Linked DNA regions of Zea mays: region 1 is linked to region 2. A link is a contact called in public Hi-C data. All regions are on one chromosome and are shown on one strand. Each heading gives the region's core, a stretch centred on a gene start, on an enhancer-like site or on the middle of the called end of the contact. The rest is flanking DNA. Distances are from core to core; before and after follow the strand shown.

The links. A called contact is a pair of places that touch in the nucleus more often than the background predicts.
Region 1: a Hi-C map of ear shows a contact between it and region 2, with 2.8 times the contacts expected there. The contact joins the promoter of LOC606475 here to the promoter of LOC103654817 in region 2. A contact is called at or near these places in 3 of 25 Hi-C or Micro-C datasets (ear, root tip and tassel).

The regions. Positions count from the first base shown.
Region 1 is chr4:240,376,744-240,381,817 of Zm-B73-REFERENCE-NAM-5.0, reverse strand. It overlaps LOC606475, which reads right to left and starts at 2,164. Exons shown (of 5, transcript NM_001309486.1): 1 at 2,049-2,164; 2 at 1,895-1,925.
Region 2 is chr4:239,978,603-239,983,470 of Zm-B73-REFERENCE-NAM-5.0, reverse strand. It overlaps LOC103654817 (cytochrome P450 734A2), which reads right to left and starts at 3,545. Exons shown (of 5, transcript XM_008681641.3): 1 at 3,065-3,545; 2 at 2,192-2,415; 3 at 1,843-2,093; 4 at 1,353-1,749; 5 at 258-1,230. The coding sequence starts at 3,377. The coding sequence ends at 775.

The sequences.
Region 1 (5,074 bases), core at 915-3,414, 400 kb before region 2:
ATGACCATGACCAAACCCCAAAGGAAGTGGTCACTTGATAGCCCCTAACATGCTTTGATTCTCTGCTTTTACACAACCAAGAACAGCTCGAGCCTTTAGCTTTTATGGTATCAAGCATACTCAGATTAGAAATTAAGACTTGTAACAGAGCACAAAAATCTTCGGCAACAACCCTGTGTTCTACCAAGTGCTTTTTTTACTGGTGGGACCAACAAGACCTTCAAAATATGCAGATTTTTGGGCATGAACTGATAAACTATCAAGTTGAAACTTAAGATTAATCTGTATTTGATGGCAAAATATCCTTCCCAAAACTATATTCCAATTTCCAACGAATAGATAAATGAAAGTAATTTTGTATTTTTATGATAATAGCACATATATCTTCGAACTGTTAGTTTGTTTCTTACTAGACATCTAAGTATATGTGTACATAGAAATATGTACCATCTGAGCCCGTGGTGCCCCATGTAAAATTTATAGAATATATGTACGAAATGACCAGGATATATTACTCAGCACAGCATTGCATCCAGTGATCCAGCCACTACCTAGACTGGAGCCAGCATACTGGTCAAACATTCACAAATGATCCACTGCAGTCCCAAATCATCAATTTTCTGAACTTAAACCCCCGCTTTTGCAAGGGATTGGTTAAGTACGCTCTCCTTCCTATAAAATGAATCATTAGGTGCACTTGCATGCTATATCTTTGTATCTAGGATTCCAAAGACCATGCAGAGCACCTCTTTCCGGCTTGTACTCCTTCACTGACATGAATCCAAACAATTAACGTATATATTGGTTGTTTCGTTCCCTTTTGTGCTGCTTGCCTGACTGAGCCACAAAGCAACGAGGCGGCACACGAGTGGGCCACAGATGGGCACTACCTAAGACAGAGAGCAATATAATAGGTTCAACGTTGCATGGACTCTAATTATATTGTTACAGATTCTATGCACAGGCCATCGAGTGCGGCATGTGTGGTGTGTTCATGCAGCACACTTGCCATCCTGTAGTTTCTTCGTGACGTAATCGGTCCTCGACGAGGATAAAGTCAGTCAGTCAGCCAGTTTAGCTGACCAGCTTTCTTGTGTAGTCTCGATGCAGATTCAGTGATTGTGTACATCGCATTGCATTGCATCATAGAGGTGCACATAAAGATCTCTATTGCACGGTGGCCCATCAGGGACATCAAAGCAAATGATGTATGAAGTTTGGGTAGATAAGACCAGAACGGTGCGCAGCATGATGGCACAACTCAACTGAATGACTCATGCAATGGGACCATAATAATGGTCAAATACAGTCATATAGCATAATTTCAGATAATGCAGAAACAGACAGTCCATCACAACCTTGTAACTAAGCATCCCCTATTCTATCCTCTATTTCAAACTAACAGTATCAAACAGTGTCATCTACAGTTCCAAGGAAAGTATTTTCCACTGCCCATATTTTCCATGGAGACAGTCTGACAGACCCATTTCCCGAAAGACAAAGAGCACTACTGAAACCTTCAGATTTCCTCCACGGCTCACGGCGGCAAAAGCCCCCAGATTCCCTCGTATCAGATGCCATGCCATAGCTGTCGACTAATCATCGGCCGCACGAATCTCAAGGACACGCCCCCTCAACCCCGGTCCCAAAAACCTCCCGCGCGCAAACGAGGATAACAACGGGAGAGGAGAGCACGAGAGAGACGGCAGCCAAACCAACGAGTATTGGCAACGTTTTGCATCCAAATCCCTACAGATCGATCCAACCCTCGCGGGCAAGAATAACAAAAAAAAATCCAGCAAAAACAACCGATCGCGTGATGCCGTCAAAAGCAACAAATCCAACAGACCCAACCACGATGATACGAACAAGGGAAGGAGACGGACGTGTGTACCTGAGCCCCGATCCTCCTCGACTCCTCGCGACTGGCAGACGGCGGCGCGTCGGCAGAGAGGACGGAAACGATCTCGTCAGGATCGACGGCGGAAGAACCCAAACAAAACGAAACGAAACGTGAGGGGATTGAGAAGAGGGGTCCGAAAACCTACCTCGCGTCGCCTCGTCTCGTCTCGTCTCCGCAAGAACAAAACAACAGTTTTTTTTTCTTTGCGTTCGCGTGCGTATTTGTTCGCCTGATCGGTGGGAGAGGAAGGGACGCGAGGCACCGACGTCGAGGCGGGTCAAAGGGCAGCGCCGGCCGGTCCCACGAGTCGGTGGCAGCGGGAAACCGCGCGCGGTGCCAGTGCCGTGGCTTTCGTGGAAGCCAACCAAGTGTCCAGCTGGTGACGTGATTTGTGTGACTCAAGGACAGGTGGGCCGATTTGCTAGGCCCACACGGAAAGGGCTGCACCGTGCACGGGCTTGGGCAGGATCGTTGGAATTATGGTGTAGTTGTGTACAAATACAACTGCTGTTTTTTTTTAAGGAAAAGATTTATTGAAGTTTCTACTTATACTTTTGATTTATTACGAGAAACAATTAAACTGATAAGCTACTATAAAAACGCCCATCTTTTGCTTAAATCTGTAAAAAATATCTGAAATAAGTTGTACCAAACAAGACCAATATTGGGACATGAAAATTTGAAAGCCATGTTCTAAATCTAAAATAGTAGGATCTAATATTTTTATTTAAAATAATCAATAACAAACTAAAACTTGCAATAACATATAGTGTAATAGAATATATAAAGAAAATATCTATTTTATTTGAATAACATCGTTTTTGGTGGGTTTTTAAATAATATATTCTACAATATGTTTATATTCAATCTTCTCCATAGCTTTAATCGCGAGTGCTATTCTACTAAATATCATGTATTTGTTGTGTCATACTATAACACAAATATAAATTTAGTAGGTTTAATTTAGAGAAACTTCATTCACGCACGCGAACATGTATTAGAATCCTATGAAGATTCATTCTTTGTTCCGCTTTGACGCAACGGTAGGGTAGGAAGGAAGATAGATGTTGCATATTAACATATGTTGTATAAGATTATAAGGGCTAGTTTTGGAACATCATTTTCCCAAGAGATTCATATTTTCCCAAGTAGGAATCCTTTGGAAAAATGGTATTCTGAAACTAACCCTAAAACCAGGGACCAAGCTACACTATAGGTAGCGGATGCAAATGCACCCCAAAAAAATATAAAATCTATAAAATTGGTTAAAATTTTACCATATATGCGCCCGTAAAATAAATTCTTATGTATCCACAAGTCAAATGCACCATCCTTAATTTTGCTCTAGCTTCACCGCTGCCTAAAACTAGAACAATCTGATAATTTTGGGACTCTTAATTTTTTGAGGCTTGCAAGTGCACTGCTCGCACATAGCCCGGGCCTAAGAGCCTTCGTAGAAGAATATAAGATTGTCTCCAACAATAGTCTGTAAACTGTTTTGTCCGGTATATTTAGCTGTCGGCGTTTCGAGACCGGGGGGTCCCTAGGCCGACGAGTGAAATGTCGCCGCGTGCCCCAGCCCAGATGGGTCGGCGCGAGGCCGAGCGCGAAGGGGGGAGAAAGGTGGCCGGAGTCGGGCGTGAGAGAGGTGGAAATCCCGCGGCCTTCGTGTTCGTCCCGCGCCCAGGTCGGGTGCGCTTGCAGTAGGGGATTACGCGTCCACGCGGGTGAGGGAGCGAGCGGCCTTACGCGAGCGCCTGTCTCGTCCTCGTCCCCGCGCGGCCAACCCTCTCTAAGAGGGCCCTGGTCCTTCCTTTTATAGACGTAAGGAGAGGACCCAAGTGTACAATGGGAGGTGTAGCAGAGTGCTACGTGTCTAGCGGAGGAGAGCTAGTGCCCTAAGTACACGCCGTCGTGGCAGCCGGAGAGGTTTTGGCACCCAGTTGGTGTGATGTCGTGGCCGTCGGAGGAGCGCTGGAGCCTGGCAGAAGGACAGATGTCGGGGCTGTTGAGTCCTTGCTGACGTCCTCTTGCTTCCGTAAGGGGGCCGAGAGCCGTCGTCGTCAGGGAGCGTGCGGGGCGCCATCATTGCCTATCTGGCGGAGCGAGCCAGATGGGACGCCGGTCTTGTTCCCCATAGCCTGAGTCAGCTCGGGGTAGGGTAATGATGGCGCCTCCTGTTGACGTGGCTGGCCCGCGCCCTAGGTTGGGTGATGTGGAGGCTCCTCCGAGGTCGAGGTCGAGTCTGTCTTCCGTGGCCGTGGTCGAGTCCGAGCCCCTGGGTCGGGCGAGGCGGAGACCGTCGGCTGAAGCCAGGGCTGAGTCCGAGCCCTGGGGTCGGGCGAAGCGGAGTTCGTCGTCTTCTGGGGCTGAGCCCAAGTCCGAGCCCTGGGTCGGGCGGAGCGGAGTTCGTCGTCTTCGGGGGCTGAGCCCAAGTCCGAGCCCTGGGTCGGGCGGAGCGGAGTTCGTCGTCTTCTGGGGCTGAGCCCAAGTCCGAGCCCTGGGTCGGGCGGAGCAGAGTTCGCCGTCTTCCGGGGCTTAGCCCGAGTCCGAGCCCTGGGTCGGGCGGAGCGAAGTTCGCCGTCTTCCGGGGCTTAGCCCGAGTCCGAGCCCTGGGTCGGGCGGAGCGGAGCTTCCTATGGTGCCTGCGGCCGGGCCTGACTGCCTATCAGCTTCACTCTGTCAAGTGGCACCGCAGTCGGAGCGGCGCAGGCGGCGCTGTCTTTCTGTCAGGCCGATCAGTGGAGCGGCAAAGTGACGGCGGTCACTTCGGCTCTGTCGACTGAAGGGCGCGCGTCAGGATAAAGGTGTCAGGCCACCTTTGCATTAAATGCTCCTGCGATTTGGTCAGTCGGCGTGGCGATTTGGTCAGGGTTGCTTCTTGGCGAAGACATGGCCTCGGGCGAGCCGGAAATATGATCGCCGCTGGAGGGGGGCCTCGGGCGAGGCGGAGATCCTCCGGGGTCGGCTGCCCTTGTCCGAGGCTAGGCTCGGGCGAGGCGTGATCGAGTCCCTCGAATGGACCGATCCCTGACTTAATCGCACCCATCAGGCCTTTGCAGCTTTATGCTGATGGGGGTTACCAGCTGAGAATTAGGAGCCTTGAGGGTACCCCTAATTATGGTCCCCGACAGTAGCCCCGAGCCTCGAAGGGAGTGTTAGCACTCGCTT
Region 2 (4,868 bases), core at 2,296-4,795:
TCTGCTGGGTTGCTTTTTTGGAGTTTTCGAAGCAGCAAAAAGGTACTCCAAAAAATTGTATTGCAGCTCTAAAAATCTCATAGAGTTTACAACTCTAGAGTTAGTGTGTTTGACGTACCATAGCCAGCTTCTCCTTAAAATTTTGCTCTAAAGCCATGCCAAACATACCCTAAATATTAGCTTTAGTGCATTCAAACACCACCTAATTTCTTTCAACCGGCATACCCGCCACAGAACCGAAACATACCGGCACCATGTGAATCGAAGGTAAGCATATCACACACGCTGCTTCATTAATTCGCCATCTCAATCTCTCTCTCTTTTTTTCCTTTGCATTTTTTGTCTCTATTAATAACGTAGAACATGGAACAACAAGCCTATGTACAAACACATACACCACTGCACCAGACGCCACGGGGCAGGGAACAAACACAGGTGAGGTGTGGGTCCGGTCCTCCGGCCTCTCCTTGCGTGTCATCAAATCAAATCTTTAAAAAGGGCTGGGCCTGATCTGGTCTTGTTAACGAGGGCATTTCCGGGCAACCTGGGTAGGCCCCAAGGCGCAGCGCAGGCAGCAGGCTAGGACAAAAAGTTAGTGCTCCTTGGCTTCTAGTATCACTCGCTAATATACACAGGGACAAAGGGTCGCGGGAGGGGTGTTTCGGTCATTCTGGACAGGTCCACCAGAACCAGGAGGCAGGTGACAGACCCGCGGCATTCCCGTCAATTTCGACAAAAAGAATGTGGGACAGCCGGACAGGCGAAGAATCTGGGCTATGATGCGGCTGCCGGGCGCGCGGGACGTCGTGGCCGGAAGATCACCGGCGCGCCGTACTGCGGGTAGAGGAGCATCAGGACCGTGGGCGCGTGGACGTAGTTCGGGGACGCCCTGATCTCGAACCGCTGAAGCAGGACCGCCACGGTGAGCTGGGCCTCCAGGCGCGCCAGGTTCTGGCCGATGCACGCCCGGGCGCCAAGCCCGAACGGGATGAACGCCAGCGGGTGCTTCGCCGCCCTCGCCGCGCCGCCGGCGAACCGCGCGGGGTTGAACTGCGCCGCGTCGGCGCCCCAGAGCCTGGCGTCGTGGTGGATCGCCATGATCGGGATCAGCAGCTCCGTGTCGCGCGGGATCAGGCACCCGTTGGAGAGCTGCACGTCCGTCTTGGCGCGCCGGATGGTGGCCACCGCCGGCGGGTACAGCCGCAGGGTCTCGTTTATGATCATGCCCACCTGCCAGCCACGAGGAGAACAGACTCTGCGTGTCAGCGGCGGCTGGAACTGGAATGACGGGAATGCCCACGGCAGGAGGTTCCGGAAGTTGCTGCGGTGATGTGGCAGTGGGACTCACTCACCGTCTTGAGCCTTGGAAGGTGCTCCTTGGAGGGGAGCTCGTCGGGGCCCAAGACGTCGAGGACCTCGCGGCGTGCGCGTTCCTGCCACTCCGGGTGCATGGCCAGGAGCACGGTGGCCCAGGCCAGGAGGTTCGTCGTCGTCTGCTTCCCGGCGAAGAAGAACGTCTTGCATTCCTCCAGCATGTCCGCCACCGGGATCGCCCCCGCCGGCGGCGTCTTCCTCTCGCCGGCATTGATCATGGCGCCGAGAAGGTCGCGGAACCCGCCGGAGTGGCTGCCCATCTCCTCCTCCTCGGCCTCGGCCTCGTCGCTGCGCCGGGCGATGAGACGGGTCAGGCTCCGCCGTATCTCCCTGTCCAGCTTCCACGACTGCCAGTTCTTCTTGGTGGGCAAGAACCTGCAAACAACAACGCGTCGTATCGTGGTAAGTTCCGATCAACCCCTGGTTGTCTCTGCTGAATTCTCGAAACAACGGAGAAAAGAGACGCACCGGTAGCCGGGGACCAGGACCTTGCGGAAGGCCTCGGAGGCGTAGGCCATCAGGCGGCCCTGCATGGCGAACACGACGCGGCCGTCGTCGTAGCTGCGGCCGAAGGTGGCGCGCGTGATGGCCTCCTCCGTGACCGCCTGGAACCACTCCGCGACGTCCACCTCCACCTCGCCGCTCGAGGAGGCGGACGCCATGGCGCGCCACTTCTCCGCCAGAGCCGCCACCGACCGGCCGACGTGGGGCACCAGCCGCTGCCAGAGAGGACCAACAAGAACAAGGCGCGCGTCAGGCACCGCACAACGGACTGCTCAGAGCAGAGCAGAGCGGCATGGAAAAGCCTCTGTCTTACTTTGAGGTTGTCCGGGTAGAAGGCGTCGGCGAGGACGCGGCGGTGGAGCGCCCACTTGTCGCCGTGGAGGCTGACGAGGCCGTCGCCCTCGAGCTGGCGCACCACCGGGTGCGCCTCGTAGCGGTCGAACGCCTCCGCGCGCGTCAGGAAGATCTCGCGCACCAGCTCCGGCTCCGCCACCGTCAGGCGCGGCGTCGGCCCGAACCAGATCAAGAAGTTCGGTCCTGCGCATGTGGAGAACGCCGCCGGTCAATCAGCCAACCATTACCAACCAACTGATCGTCCAACCGTGGATTGCCAAGAACACAAAGACCAAAGGAAAAGAGAAAGAAAGAAAGAAAAAGACTTTGGACTTGTGCTGCGCTGGTTTTCTCCCATGTGCTCCGCTCATGATCCAAAGCCCAGCTCCATTGAATGCAAGAGCCAGAGGGGCAAGCAAGGCAAGGCGAGCAGGGGCAGGGGAAGGACAAGAGCTAGCAGGCAGCATGGGGCATGGCATGGCAGCAACTGAAGTGAGATAGAGAGAGTCTGGAGAAAGAAGGGAGAGGGAGTAAACACCATGAGCGCAATTGGACAGAGAGAGAGAGACTAAGAGAGAGAGAGAGAAGAGCTGCGCTGTGCTCTGCTGACAACAAGAGACAAAAGCTGAGCCCCTGGTCGCAAACAGACATGCACAGGGGAGCAATTCTGCAGGACAGAGAGAGAGAAAGAGGGGCGCCGGAAAGCGGACACGGAGGGAACAGATCACGGAGATGCAACCAAAAAGATGAGCAATCAAACGGAAAGGGGGGAGCACATGCTCGGCGACGCAACACATGGGCGAAAGCGAGAGGTGGGACGTGGGAGAGAGAGAGGCCAAGCCAGGGCACGCACCGTAGATCTTCCGCCAGTAGTGGTAGAAGGCGAGCACGCGGGGCAGCGCGTTGTGGGAGGTTGGCGGCGACATGGGCTTGGACGAGGCCTCCGCCATGAGCCCCACCATCTCCTTCACGGACCCCAGCAGGAACCGGTACGGCGGCCCGCGCACGCCCTGCGCCGCGAAGTGCGCCTCCAGGCGCCGGGGCCGCCACCACAGCGCGTCCGCCACGCGCGCCGCCACGTGCAGCGCCAGCCAAGCGAGAACGGCGACCGCCGCCGCTCGCCACGACAGCCAGCCCGCGCCGGCCGCGTCCATGTCCTCCCCCATTGCAGCCTGAGTCTTTGTTTCCTGCCCCCTTAATTGCTTCTTGGAATGGAACCAAGCAGGGCGGAGCTGGCTCTCTGGTAATAGCCGTGCGCTTGTGTGCCACGCACGCAGAGACAGAGGATTTCGAAAGAAACGGTGGTGGTAATGGCTGAAGGGTTCTGTGATGAGAAGGGAAGGCAAGGGAAGGAAGGGTAGGGCGGTTATATAGTGGTGGGGAGGTCGCCGGGGAGAGGCCGTTCCGGCGGGCGATGGAGACGGGAGGGAGCGCAGGAATGACTGATGAGAGAGGAAAGGAAGAATTTTTGTTTTGGAGCTGGTGGGTTGTAAGGGTCAACGGGTGGCCTTCGTCACTTTATTTAGGGGGTGTTTGGTTTCTAGGGACTAATGTTTAGTCCCTTCATTTTATTCCTTTTTAGTGTATAAATTGGTAAATATAGAAACTAAAATAAAGTTTTAGTTTCTATATTTGGTAATTTTAGAACTAAAATAGAATAAAATCTAGGGACTAAACATTAGTCCCTAGAAACCAAACACACCCTTAATTGACCATGTTGGATGGAGGGATGGCGTGTGGCTTGACATGTTTAGAAAATTTCATGTTTAGTCCCAACAAAACTTTCAAAATCCATGTCCAAAAACAAGTAAAACCATTTCTCAAAAAAAGAGAAATCATGCGCCAACAATCTCACTATTTACTATGAAACTTCTAGAAGAGACTCCACCAAAATCTTCGATAAACGCTAGAAGGAAAAAGATAAGTCGTAAAAAAACAGTAGTCTATAACACTATATAATCCATAATCCACTGGTTTATATTTTACAATACTTATCTAATCAAATCACTCTACGCTATCTTTACTGAATACACCAAACAAATTATACTCAGACTTAACACACCATCAAAATCAATGGTTCAAATTTCTAGGTAACCTTCTCTCCCTTACCCACTCAAATCAAATGCACGATATTGTTTGAATCATCTGTCATCTATCCCCTCCCTCACGACCTCACCGCCCCTCCCCTCCCTTGTACTGTCACCATCGTCGTCGACCCCTCCTCTCCCCTCCATGGGATCATAGTGTCATCACGAGCTATGTGCTGGTCTAGGAAGTAAGTTCGATGCCGACGGTGGACTTCCTGTTGCTGACACTTTCATCAACATATATAGAATAAACATTGTGTCGATAGCCTCTCTTGATTATTTCTCCTTTACCATGTAGATTGCCACCCATAAATATTTTATTGGCCGACATAACATCTGCAAGAGAACAATCTCAATGTATGGCACGTCCAAGCTTAGATCAAACTTGCAGGTGAATCCATTCAATGATCAGAAAGGCAACAATTGGACTATGTGGCTTATTGTGTAGGCATACCTCATCTTCTTTCGACAATTATCTCCTTCGAAAATGAGCTTGCTTGGTATTGATGAATTGAAGTAGCATCTAGAACTTCTTGTTTAGGGTTTGTTCGGTTAGAAGTGAATTGAAGG